Linked DNA regions of Ovis aries: all the other regions are linked to region 2. Evidence: chromatin contacts called from public Hi-C data. All regions are on one chromosome and are shown on one strand. Each heading gives the region's core, a stretch centred on a gene start, on an enhancer-like site or on the middle of the called end of the contact. The rest is flanking DNA. Distances are from core to core; before and after follow the strand shown. Region 1 holds the start of DCTN1 (dynactin subunit 1). Region 2 holds the start of BOLA3 (bolA family member 3). Region 3 holds the start of STAMBP (STAM binding protein).

Region 1 (4,477 bases), core at 998-3,497, 290 kb after region 2:
GGCCATCTTTACTGGTATGTGAAGCCTGTCTGGCTCCCTGCCTCTCTCCCTCCTCATTTCCAACCACATCATACACTACAGGAGGACTACTACACACTGTAAAATATCACTTTGCCCCAAATCTTTCAGCGACGTAACATTTCCTACTTGAGTCAAACCGTTCTGGATCTGACCTATCTCCACACCACTGTCAAACGCTTAGGATGCTTCTCCTGGTTTTGTAAGCCCCACTCGTCCTTCAAAGTCCTGCTACAGCTCTACTACCCTCCACGCAGGAGGATGAGATTTAAGAGACAGGAATCTGAAACAATGCCAGGGAGGAATAAAGAACAATTCAGTTTGGGGAAAACATGGTAGAAACACGGTCATCTCACACTTTAAGAATCTTTTTTTTCTTTTGGCTGTGCCACACAGCTTGTGGGATCTTAGTTCCCTGAGCAGGAATTGAATCTGACACTTGGCAGTGAAAGAACTGTCCTAACCACTGGACTGCCAGGGAATTCCCAAGACTCATCTTTTAAAGAGGAATTATATTTTTCACTTCTCTGATTCTAAAAGATAAGCTAGGGATCAACAAGATGGAAGTTATAGAGATGTATTTTAGCAACATGAAAAACTTCCCTATTAAGCTATCTAGTGATGAAATGGGATGCCTTACATTCAGTAAATTCCCCATTACTAGAAATGTTCAAGCCCAAACTGGCCATTGGGCAAGAATATTTTAGAAGGAATTCAACTATCACAAGATTTGAAAGAAACAGTAGCGCTCTTCTAGTCCAGTCTCCTATTTTATAGGCTTGGACAGGGGAAGAGATTATTCAAGGCAGCGCAGCTTGTTCTGGAAGGCAAGGAATAGAACATGGTCTCTTTCAACCCAGAGACTTACACCCTTGTGCTCAAAGTGTATGTGGTCCACGGACCATCAGCATCACCTAAGAACTTGTTTAAAATGTAGAACCAACCAAAGCATGTACTTTAAACAAGACCCCTAGGTGTATGCACCATTCAAATTCGAAAAGCACTGACCTAAACTACCCCTTCCAAATCTTGAGTTTCCAATTCTGGAACTCCATTTTCCAAACTGTCTTATATGCTAAAGAGGCAATACCCAAGAAAAATAGTATTTTCCACCCGAATTTGGGAAACTGCATACTATACTTCCAGTGGGAAATTCTTGGTAAAAATACTATTAGCACATTGAAAGCTGAAGTTTCTAAACATGCACGTGCTCCGTGCTAAGTTCCTTCAGTTAAGTCAGACTCTTTTGTGACCCCACAGACTACAGACTGCCAGGCTCCTCTGTCCATGCGATTCTCCAGGCAAGAATACTGGAGTGGGTTGCCATGCCCTCCTCCACAGGATCTTCCCCACCCAAGGATAGAACCTGTCTCCAGCGTTGGCACGGGAGTTCTTTACCACTAGCGCCACCTGGGAAGAGAAACTTGAACCATGAAGTTTCTAAACATATTTGAGCACAAAAAGCCTTTTGGGAAAAAAGTTGTCATTTACTACTATCGTTAACATCCCCGTGCCTTGGGCTTCGGCCGTAGCCTAGGTAAAGGACGTCAACCTTCACCTCATTGTTCCCTGACCCTCAGTGCCTTAAGCATACTGGACTGGCAAGGGGTCAGGATGAGCTTGCTGGTCTCCAAACTGGAACAAAAGACGGTACATTTCTAAATCACCACCTCTTGAAAAACAGCGGAGCTCCTCATCTGTGTGATTTAGAGTGGGGGATGCGCAACATGACTGCTCAAGAGTCACCCTGCCAGTTAAGGCGGACCCCAGGAATGGGAGACAGACACACCAAACGCATATCGGCCTCCAGCTTTAGTCCTCTTTTTTCTTTTTTCTGTTTGACACAACTTTTCAACCATGTGCCCCACTGGAAACCTGTCGCTTGGAATAGGTTCAGGAGTGCCTTGCACGTTCCCAGGAAAGGAGGGGAACCCCTGCAGTTCCGGAAGAATTGGGAGACGCAATCACTCTGGCCCCGCCAAGCTGAAGAGCTCAGGCGGGTCAGATCAGGCCAGACCCAGGCGGGTGCCCACCCCCACCGCGGCCCACCCCTGCCGACCCCTGCCCGGCACACCGGGCTCCCCGCCGCGCCCCTGGCGAGCGCCGAGCCCCCAGAACACAGCCAAGAGCCTTGCGAACACGGCGGGGGAGGAGGCAGTTGCCATGGTCGCCGCCTCCGTACCTGTACTGTCAGGGGCTCCGCGCCCGGCTCCGGGCCCCACTGGCGACCGACGCCCAAGCCTTAGCGGGGTCCCACCCCGCCCGCACGGGCTGCCCGCCGTGCCGCCAGACCCCTGTAGGCCCACTCCAGGACCTCTAGTCTCTGAGGCCCAGAGGCGTTCTGGGTCGGGGGGGACACGCTAGTCTTCCCCGAGGACCAGCCCGGGTTAAACCCTGCGCGCTGAGCGCAGCCGGGTGGACTTCGATCAGGCACAAAGCTGGACACCTGGAGCGAAATTTGCGCGTGCGTACTGTACGGGAAGCCGATTAGGACCGCGGGGGAGAGGCGCGCGGTGGCCGGCGCCCTCTGCCGGCAGAGGGTAGACGGCGTAGAGAAGGCCTGGACGACTCTTGTGTGGTCAAAGCTCCCACACTCGCTGCGCTTTTGCGTGCTAGGCTATTAATTAAAACAATAGTGGTAAATATAAAATAATGAAAATGTACATAATGGACTTTGGTAGTTTTTAATTAAAAAAACACTTGGGCTGGAGTCGGGGGGCTGTGGGGGCCGCAGCTGCCGGGCACTTCAGCTTCGCCACGGCTCGCAGGCACCTGGCGCGCTCCCGCCCGGCAGTCACGGCTCCCCAGACGAGTCCGCTCCGACGAGGGGCGCCGAAGAAAGAGCCCAAGAGGAGATCTGCGAGATTGTCAGCTAAATCGGCTCCTGCAAAAGTAGAAACGAAGCCGAAGAAGGCGGCAGGAAAGGATAAATCTTCAGACAAGTCAAATAAAAGGGGAAAAAAGGGAACAACGGCCGAAGTGGCTAACCGAGAGACTAAAAGGAGAGCCCAGCCTTTGATGAAGCAGAAGCCAAGTCTGATTAATATCACACCCTATCTGCCTCCCTTCTTGTACAATCCAGACGATTATTTTTATCAACTATTTTGTAAACGCAAGTTTTTTGACAGCTCTAAAAACATTTTTTTAAAAGAATCCTCTCTCATTCCACTTTTTAAGTGTAAGTGCTTTTTTTTTTTTTTAAAAGAGGTGAAATCATTTGCTGGTTATTTTTTGGCTCAACCAGAAAATAGTGGGATATTGAATATGGGAGGTTTTGGTTGTCTTGGGTGTCAGTAACATTCCATAAATTGATAATGAGCTTTTATACTCTATAATATAAAGCACACTAAATGGCAGTTTGGAGTCAATTGTGCATTCAATGTGTTGGATACTATTACTTCTCTTCCCATGTTTTTGGTAGAATTGTATCCTATAACAAACCACTGCTTGATCTTGGCTCTCCTGGTCAGAACTTTGTGCCCTGTAGCATCTTTAGTCGTGGTGGTCCAGTTCTCCTAGTAACATTGTTAATGTGCTGTGAGCGATTGAAAATTTGAGTATGTAGTATGACATTAAATTGTGACTGGTGGAATTTCCAATATTGTACTGGATATCCTGTTAAGGAAAATTTGCCTCCAAATTTAAGCTGTAAAGTTCTAGGAAAACTATTCAGAAAAGAATCAAAACTACATGATTTTTTTAGATTTTTGGTATAAATGTTCAGAATTATGTACAAATTAAAATGTCTATGTACTGATCCTCAAAACAACCAATAAAATCTCAGTTATGAAAAAAAAAAAAACATTGGAAAGTACGAATTCCTTGACCCAATGAACCCACTTCTAATGATGCCAAAGAAATGAAAAAAAAAAAAAAAGAACAAGTGTTCAGACATCTTTGTACAAGGATCTTGGAAGAGTCAGGATCTGATAAACAATGGGTTCAATTCTGTTTACCCACTGTCTCAGTCTTTGAGTTGTTTACTTAACCTCTCCCAACCTCTGTTTCATCTTTCATAAAATGAGAATGTTAAGGATAGAACCTGCATTATTTGGTTGTTCGTAAGTTTGAGTGCACAGAAGGCAATGGCACCCCACTCCAGTACTCTTGTCTGGAAAATTCCATGGACAGAGGAGCCTGATAGGCTGCAGTCCATGGGGTCCCTGAGAGTTGGACACGACTCAGTGACTTTACTTTCACTTTTCACTTTCATGCACTGGAGAAGGAAATGGCAACCCACTGCAGTGTTCTTGCCTGGAGAATCCCAGGGACGGCGGAGCCTGGTGGACTGCCATCTATGGAGTCACACAGAGTCGGACATGACTGAAGTGAGTTAGCAGCAGTAGCAAGTTTGAGTGGATTCATGTAAAGAGCCTGAAATGTAACTATTGCAATATTATGTTTGTCTCAGTTAATCTCAGATTGAAAAACAACCTGAAAAATCCATAAAACTGTTGGT
Region 2 (4,688 bases), core at 435-2,934:
CATGGGTCTGTCCTGCTACTGCAGTCTTCCAGAACTGACCCAGGGCAGGCCCCCAGGAGAACTTGAGTGATGGATGAATGAATGAATGAGCAGGGGGGAAAATCCACACAATTCAGGGCATATGTACTGTGTGGTCAGTTGCTCAGTCGTGTCTGACTCTTTGCGACCCCATGGACTGTAGCCCAGCCAGGCTCCTCTGGCCTTGAGGATTCTCCAGGCAAGAATACTGGAGTGGGTTGCCATGCTCTCCTCCAAGGGATCTTCCCAACCCAAGGATCAAAGCCAGGTTTCCTGCATTGCAGGTGCATTGTTTACCGGCTGAGCCACCAGAGAAAACCGGCATATGTACTGCTGCTGCTGCTGCTGCATCGCTTCAGTTGTGTCCGACTCTGTGCGACCCCATAGATGGCAGCCCACCAGGCTCCCCCGTCCCTGGGATTCTCCAGGCAAGAACACTGCAGTGGGTTGCCATTGCCTTCTCCAAGGCATTAAAGTGAAAAGTGAAAGTAAAGTTGCTCAGTCGTACCCGACTCTTGGCGACCCCATGGACTGCAGCCTACCAGGCTCCTTTGTCCATGGGATTTTCCAAGCAAGAGTACTGGAGTGGGGTGCCATTGCCTTCTCCGGGCATATGTACTAGGTACCCGCAAAGAAGTCCTGATTCTAGCAGGCAGCTGAAACGCAGGTCAGGAGAAAGATCTGGAGGGAGACTGAGTGCTGTTCAGAGGGACAGAATCCTATGTTGTGGACCTGGGTAAGACTGGGTGGACGGGAGACCTCCTCTGAAAACAGTGCCCTGGGGGTGGGGGTGGGGGCAAAGGCAGAGGGTAGCCAGGTGGCAGGCAGCGCAGCAGTCACTAAAGGGTGACAGTGGGGTTAGCACTATGACTCCTTGGGAGAAGTCTTTCCCTCATCTCTGCTGATCTGCAGGCAGCGGCCTTTAAACCAGCAATCAACTGACAAAACCCCTGGAATGTCGATTGTCCACAATGAAAGTCTCCAGCAGAAGTGCCCTTCATGCTCCAGGGAGGCAGGTCCAAGGAAGGAAGAATGTGAAAGGAAAGCAAAAGAAACGGATGGAGTAAAGGGAGAATGAATCGGCAAAGGGGAGAGAAAATTAGGAGAGCGTATGGTGACTGCCCTCTACTGGCTCCCTACTACAGGAGTGTGAGATTTGGAAAGGGTCAAGGTCACAGAAGCCAGGAGGACGTTCCGGAGCCCTGACTCAGTCACAGGAACCAGCACGCACGCCTCGACTCCAGGCTCTGACTCCATGTCTTCGGCTCGGTAAAGCAACATTGCTTTTTCCGTGCCTGCTGTATTACGACTGTTTATGCATCCGTTCCCCTCGGCCTCAACCCCCACCCCGTTGGGGAGCTCCCCCAGCACGCGCCGGCCCTGACACTTCTCTCAGTACCCGTAGCCGGGGCCACTGAATGAATGAACCAGCAAATCAATGAATGAGAGAAAGGAAGGCGAAGCCCCTGGCCCGGCGCGTCGCCCTCCGCAGGCCGTCTCTCCAAACCCGGCCCGCCCCGCGGTCCCAGCGCAATTCCTGCCCCGGGGAGAGTGGCTCGGTCCCCGTCCGCGCTCACCCGGCGGGTTCCGCGAAGCAGAGGCACTGCCGCGGCCGGGCTCCACGCCGCCATGCCCGGCCGACGCGGCCCGCCGTCCGAGGTCGCCGCGTCGCCCGAAAGACGCGGAGTCCGGGACCAGAGCCGCCGCTGCACAGGCGAGGCCGCCCCCTGCTGTCCGGAGGCCGCGAGCCGCCCCGCACGCCCAGGACGCCCAGTCTCACCTGGCCTCCCAACCCTCGCCCCCAGTGGGTCCTTCCCCCTCGGCCTAGAAGCCGGTGCTTGGACTTTCCCTTGTCCCAAGAACCCTGGTGCCCTAGGTGGAACGCCCCCATTCCTACTCTCCACCAGAAAACCTGCTGCTAAACGGAGGAGCTTCGACTTCTCACTCCATGAGGGACCAGGGGGAGGATTTTAAGCAGGGGAGTCGTTTTCAGATTTGAGCTTTAGGAAGATCACTGGTCCCTGCGAAGAGCGGGGACAGTCGCAGTGGTCCAGAGACTAAAGGCCTGAACAGCAGCAGGAATCGGAAGAGTGGACTCGGACACCTGGGAGGTGAATGAATGGACTGGAAGACGGTATTGGCAGGAGAGGGGATGAAGGCGACAGGGATGACTCTCAGGTTTCTGGCTTGGACAATGAAATGGGTAGAGGAGGACTAGGTTTGGGGTGAAGAGGGTCGACTAACTCAGTTTTGGATGTCTCTGTATTGAAGGTGCCTGCAGGAAATGGCTCAGCAGAAGAGCCACTTGAGCCACAGATCTTGCATAGCCTGGCAAACTCTTGAGTTGTTTTGCAAAATTCAAACACCACTCCCATCCCCTGGAAAGCTCAACCAACCAATCAACTGGAAGCTAAGAAATGATAATGACCTTTCCTGACCCTCCTGACTTGAATCAACTAAAACTTTGACTCTGACAACTTTTGCCCCCGTTCCAGACTGAATTCTCCTGAGCCAAGACCCTTCATGAATGTGTATATAACCTTAGCTTAAAATTTCTCCACTTTTGCTCTTGGGGAGATACTGTGTTCTCCTTACTTGTTGCTGTCTGATCACTAAGTCATGTCCAATCCTTTGCAACCCCATGGACTGCAGCATGTCAGGCAGGCTTCCTTGTCCTTCACTATCTCCCCGGATTTGCTCAAACTCATGTCCATTGTCAATGATGCCGTCCAACCATCTCATCCTCTGTCGCCCCCTTCTCCTCCTGCCCCCAATATTTCCCAGCATCAGGGTCTTTTCCAGCGACTCGGCTCTTTGCATCAAGTGGCCAAACTATCGGAGCTTCAGCTTCAGCATCAGTCCTTCCAATGAATATTCAGGGTTTATTTCCTTTAGGATTGACTAGTTTGATTTTGTTGCTGTCCAAGGGACTTTCAAGTCTTCTACAGCACCAAAATTTGAAAGCATCAATTCTTTGGCACTTAGCCTTCTCGATTGAAATATAGCCTTCCTTATTACCGGACTGCGTGTACCTCCCTATGCAAACTGTGCAACAAGATGGCTTATGTGGTAACCAACTCATCTTTTAAAGTCAGTTCAAGCCTTGTCTTCTGATCAGTCATATTCTGTTCAGCACCAATAAAATAATCTGTCACAGAAAAACCTTTTGTCTCCTGTGGGTAGGTTGCCTAAGCCTGAAATAACCTTTTTACTTGGCTTTTAGGGCTTTTCATTTCTGCAGCCCTTTGGAACTCCCCTTTACTGGCTAGATGAGATGCTGATTGATTAAGAGTCAATAAAGCCAATTAAAAATTTAAATTTTACTGTTGAATTCTGTCTTTTTACTATTTTGACCCTCATAATTTTTCCTTTCATCAGTGCGAATGCTCAGTTGCATCCAACTCTTTGCAACCCCATGGGTTCCTCTGTCCATGGGATTTCCCAGGCAAGAATACTGGAGTAGGTTGCTATTACTTCCTCCAGGGGATCTCCCTGACTCGGAGATTGAATCCATGTCTCCCGCAGCTCTGGCATTTGGCAGGCAGATTCTTTACTACTGAGCCAGCTGGGAAGCCCCAGTTTCTCCTTTGCATTACTATTAATAGCCTCATTTTTTTTCTTCTTTGCTTGATTCTTTAACAATTAGGGTTGGTGGGATTAGGGATAATTTACAAACTTTCAATTTTTCTTCAGAGATGTAACTAAATTGCCAAAGATATTTCTTCCAGAGTATAGTGGAGAATCACCTCTTTACTACTCAAAACAGGGTGGTCTGAGTGAGGCAGACCATATCCCATGACCTAGGCAGGTTGATCAGATTTAGGGATTGGCTTAGTTGGCCACATGATCTGAGCCAGACCAATCAGAATTGGTCTAGAGACTTTTGGGAACTAAGGAAAATAAAGGATCATTTGCACCTGGATTGCTAAACTGGTAGAGATGTACTCTTGGGGACCATCTTTGTAACCATGGGGGTAGTGCCATAGTGGAAATGAAGCAGGCAAAGAATAAAGGAGAGCTGAGAAGAGACACATGTTTCACATTGTTTGTGTAACTGGAAACAAGCAGAGCCAGAACTGAACACTAAAGTAATTTTAATTGGTTTAGTTATTTTTAACGAAGAGACCAGTGTTAAATTCACTGAACTGCATTTGCAAAATTCCTTGTTTCCCTTACTGAAAATCAGTACTTTTGCTCCAACAGTCTTCACCCCATAACTTAACAGTGGCTCACTTTTTTCCCCCGCCCCAGCTGTGCTGGGTCTTCATTGTAGCCTACGGACCTCTCTTGCTACAGAGCATGCAGGCACAGTAGCTTAGCTGCCCCATGGCAACTGGGATCTCAGTTCCCTGACAAGGGATTGAACCCATGTTCCCTACATTAGAAAGCAATTTCTTAACCCCTGGATCACCTGGGGAGTGATTTTGGACTATCCGTTTTAGTATCTTTCTTCTACCCTCAGTTTTTGGAACTGCTGTTGGAGCCACCTGAAATGAAAATTGTCCATTATTTGCTTAATTAAAATCTTTCAGAGTCATCACCTATAAGCAAAAAACCCAAGTCCCTTCATTTGACTTACCTCTACCTATCTGTCCAATTGAAACATATCCTTCACTAATACTGGACTGCTTCACTTCCCTATACAAACCGTGGGAAAATGGTTATGCTGC
Region 3 (4,443 bases), core at 1,752-4,251, 310 kb before region 2:
AACTCCCTAACTATCCCTTCCCCAGTTCTTCCTCCCTGGCAACCGTATATTCATTCTCAAAGTCTGTGAGTCTATTTCTGTTTGGTAAATAAGTTCATTTGTATAATTTCTTTTTAGATTCCACACATAAGGGATGTCACATGATATTTCTCCTTCTCTGTCTGACCTACTTCACTCAGTATGACAATCAAGAGCTAAACTTTTAAACCACAGCATAAAGCTTTGGAGTGGTGATAGTGTCCTGAGACAGAAGGACTAGTAGGCTTGCAGAACTTTTTGGAAAGAGGCTGTGCATGCATTCATACATATACACATCCACAAATAGGATGCGTCACTCTGTGTTTGGTGTAAATAAACACCATGCCCTGGTCGTAGGGTAGGAACTGTGTCATACAGATATTTGTGTCCCCATTGCTTTGCACAGTGACCCTTAGAGATTAAACACTCCTTTTCAATACATTTTTTTTGGTGTTGTGACATTAAAAAGTTAGTCTTTTAGGCAAAAAATAATTGTCTAATACTTCAGGCCAACAATTTTGTCTAGAATGTAACACAAACAAATGGAAATTTTCAGGAGTTTCTTTTCTCTGATTTAGAAAACCTGGTAAGTTTAGCCAGGTTTTCAGATCAGCAATCCCTCTTTGAATACTGGATTAATGTCAGTGTGTTAGAGTGTCTATCTGGCAGGAAAACCCTACTCAAAATGAAAATAGTAGTTCTTTCATAAGATTCAAAATTGTAAGTTAATGAGATAATGAGGCAAAAGATGTTTTTTATTATAGCAACTATTTTTAGAATTTAAGGAAGTTGTGAGTACTCTTCCAGACAGCAACAGAACAAAATCATTCAATTACTGGGTAATACAATCAGACTCCAAAGCAAATAGGTTTCTACTTCAGTTTTAAATAGTTTAGTCCTTGTTAAGCACACCCATTTATGAAATAGTATGTGTAGACAAATAGAAGAGTTCTTGACAATTTTGTGGTGGTTAAAGCAAGCAGATTCATCGATATTATATAGTGGTCATCAACAACTCAATTGACACAAGTTTGAGCAAACTCCAGGAGACAGTGAAGGACACAGCAGCCTGGCATGCTGTAGCCCATGGGGCCACAAAGAATTGGACATGACTGAGCAACTAAACAACAATATAGTGGTAAAGAACAAATATATATTGATATAATATTTCTAGATAATCAAATATTAAACATACTGGGCTTTAGTCTATTAACATATTTTTAAATTTATTTTTAATTGAAGGATAATTGCTTTACAATATTTTGTTGGTTTCTGCCATACATGAATAAGAATTAGTCTACTAATATTTTTAAAAGTTTATAAAGCTGAATACTATACCTTGAAGCAAGGGATAAATTCAAATGTCATTTTTAACAAAATTCAGACTGGATATTGAAACAGCTTTAAACATTAAAACTCCAACAGCCAAGATCTAATATTGCTAATCTAAAACAAATGTACACCTGTTTTTTGCAATGGTAACCACAAATTTTATGATCACAACAGAGTCAGGTAACCTATGAAAACCTAGAAATTTCTAGTGAAATGCTGAAGTCTTTTCTTAACAAAGCTTTGAAAGTCCTATAGTCTGAAAAGGAAATGGTTACAAAATAAGTGCTTTTCAAATTTACAAATAAAATTTTATTGTAATATATGCTAAAAAAAAAAAATTAGGGACTTCCCTGGTGGACCAGTGGTTAAGACTCCATGCTTCCAAGCAGGGAGCATGTGTTCAACCAGTATCCCACAGTCTGTGCTGCACGGCTAGGAAAAAAAAAAAGTTAATGCCCCCAAATTTTAATGGCTTAACCAGTATGCAAAAAAGAACTCGAGGGGCTTAAGCGGTGTGCTAAAGTTTGCAAAATGAAGTGTACTTTTAGATCCTACTAGTGGAAACCACTAGAATGACTGCTCAGTTCCCCAAATACTCTTCCTCTGAAAATCTTGTCACTGACCAGGATGAACCCTAACAGCCACTGAGTCCAACGTGGCCTATCTTTCTGGCCACAAAGGTTTAAAACAGAACTCGACATGACCTTTCTGAATGTGACAATAAACAAAATTGAGGTGAAATGAGCTAAGATTTGAGTAATTTCTAAAAAAATAAGTGAGTGGAAATTCAGGGAAAGCAAATTTCCACATAGAGAAGACCCAAGGATGTGTATTTAGCATAAAAAATTCAAGACATAGCTCATCTGGTTTTTCAGTGACTTCGTAATATAAACAGGGTATTAATAATCTGGTGGGGTAGGTTTCAACATGCAATCAATCTTGATAAAGCTCATAGAATTTTCTGCAGAAAACTGGGATACCCTAGTTTTCAGGACTGACATAAATATATAACACGTGCTTCCCAGGTGGCGCTAGTAGTAAAGAACCTGCCTGCCAATGCAAGAGACATGAGATGCAGGTTTGATCCCTAAGTCAGGAAGATCCCCTGGAGGAGGGCATGACAACCCATTCCAGTATTCTTGCCTGGGGAATCCCAAGGACACAGGAGCCTGGCAGGCTCCAGTCCATAGGGTCGCACAGAGTTGGACAGGACTGAAACGACTTAGCACGCACGCACAAACATATAACTCATCTGCACAAACGCGGAGGACATAAAGGCATGCGGTAAGCATGAAGGTTACCAGTCTAATTTCAATACATGTATGATTTATGCAACAGATTTTATCTGATTTCATACTTCTTAAGCTTTTCCAAGGGATGTTGTATTACAACGTGTGTAGCCTTTCACTGTGTCTGTACTAACCTAAAATAAAAGTTAGCTTGGTCATTGGGTCCTTTGCTCGTTTTCTCTTCTTTGCTGGTTGATTTTCCTTTACCAAAATGGCCCCGCTCTCTCCTCATTGGTGTTTTCTTCTCCTGCAGGTGGCAGCTCTAGCTCCGCCCACCAGTCGCCGCTCGGGTCCTAAGTTTTTGAGAATTTAACTCACAGACCAGAGGGAGGGGGCGGGGCGGGGCGGGGCGGATGCCGGACGTGACGTTTTCGGAAGCGCCGAGAGTCGTCCGCGGGGGACAGGTGGGGAAGGGTCCCAGCTGTGTGGTGGGGCCCGGGCGCTGAGCGTGATCGGAGTCTGACGGCGAGCGGCCACCGTGAGTGTGGGGCCTGCAGCCTTCTCCTCCCTGCGCCCCCTGCCCGGCCTGTCGCGCGCGAGGCCCCTGACGGCTCCGGTCCCCTCCTACCGCTCGCGATAGACGCGAAAGCCTTGAATAATTTTGCCCGATGTTGACAACTTGGCTTGAGTGCCTTCGAGAAGGCCTCGAGTAGTTGTCAGTGGATCCTTCTCCGCTGTAAACGCCCCCATCGCTCATTCCTGGTACTTCCTTTCGCCTCCCGGTCATCTTCCCCCGTTTCGGTTTTTTCCGCCACTTTCCCCCTTATTTGCGGACGCTGCGTCTCCTCTTTGGAGTGTTGGTCAGCCTTGTCGTGTGGGGCAGCACTTGCTGGCCTTGGGAAGAGGTTCCATTCTCGACCAAAAGATCCTCTCCGGAGAGGTGATAAAGAGCAACAAGCCTCTCCTGCCTCAGTTAGCTTTGATGGGCTCTGCAGTGAGTTTACTAATTAGGCAACTTGGGGAGCTTTTAGATTTGCTAGTGGCTTCTTGAGCCCCTGAAAAGACTCCCACAGGAGGTGGACTGCCTCTACATCCCTGGTAGTCCCCACAACTTTTGTACCCTTAGGGTGTTTGAGAAAAAGCTTGGTGGAGGAAGTGTGACCTAAAGATAGAATTGACCTGGAGAAAATCATCTTTGAGGGAGTGCTTGGAATGGAAAACAACAGTGGGTAGACAAATGAAACACATATGAGGATTTCTGGGCAGATAAGAATCCTGACTGAAGCAAAAGGTCTCTGTTGGCAATGAGTAAGGTTTAAAAGGACCGAATGGGGCCAGTTGACACAGGGCCTTGAATTCCAAAATCTGCTATAGCTTGTGTGTTCTACAGCATGCTGGTTGTGCTGTGTCGCTTCAGTCATGTCCGACTTTGTGACCCTGTAAACTATGGCCCACCAGGCTCGTTTGTTCATGGGATTCTCCAGGCAAGAATACTGGAGTGTGCTGTAATACAGGGGGTGTGCTGTAATTCAGTATGCATCAAATACCCAGAATCTTCCTGGAAGTGATGTAGAGTGATATCTGATTGGAAGAAAGAATCTGATTCTAACAGCAGCAGTATCAGGAAAGACTCTAGAATGACTGCAATCTGAGACCCAGGGAGGGGAGACTCCCAGGCGGTTTTTGTTATTTTTGGTTTGGGTTTTGCCTTTCAAGTTACCTTTTTGTCCTTTTGTTATTCAAGGAGTACTTAGTCTTCAAAGATAGATTTGAATAAACTGTTTTCTAGATCTGAATTCCTTACCTTGAAATGATGATGTTGTACATTGACTGGACTAGTGATTTTATGAGCAGAGTCAGGATT

The links. Hi-C and Micro-C count contacts between places; a contact is called where the count stands out from the background.
Region 1: a contact with region 2 is called in a Hi-C map of tail adipose tissue, with 2.6 times the contacts expected there. The contact joins the promoter of DCTN1 here to the promoter of BOLA3 in region 2. A contact is called at or near these places in 2 of 16 Hi-C or Micro-C datasets (blood and tail adipose tissue).
Region 3: a Hi-C map of tail adipose tissue shows a contact between it and region 2, with 4 times the contacts expected there. The contact joins the promoter of STAMBP here to the promoter of BOLA3 in region 2. A contact is called at or near these places in 4 of 16 Hi-C or Micro-C datasets (blood, liver, muscle and 1 more).

What each region holds. Positions count from the first base shown.
Region 1 is chr3:96,254,232-96,258,708 of ARS-UI_Ramb_v3.0, forward strand. DCTN1 (dynactin subunit 1) reads right to left here and starts at 2,248. Exons shown (of 29, transcript XM_060412355.1): 1 at 2,201-2,248.
Region 2 is chr3:95,969,567-95,974,254 of ARS-UI_Ramb_v3.0, forward strand. It overlaps BOLA3 (bolA family member 3), which reads right to left and starts at 1,685. Exons shown (of 4, transcript XM_027967016.3): 1 at 1,596-1,685. The coding sequence starts at 1,649.
Region 3 is chr3:95,657,025-95,661,467 of ARS-UI_Ramb_v3.0, forward strand. It overlaps STAMBP (STAM binding protein), which reads left to right and starts at 3,002. Exons shown (of 10, transcript XM_027967012.3): 1 at 3,002-3,043.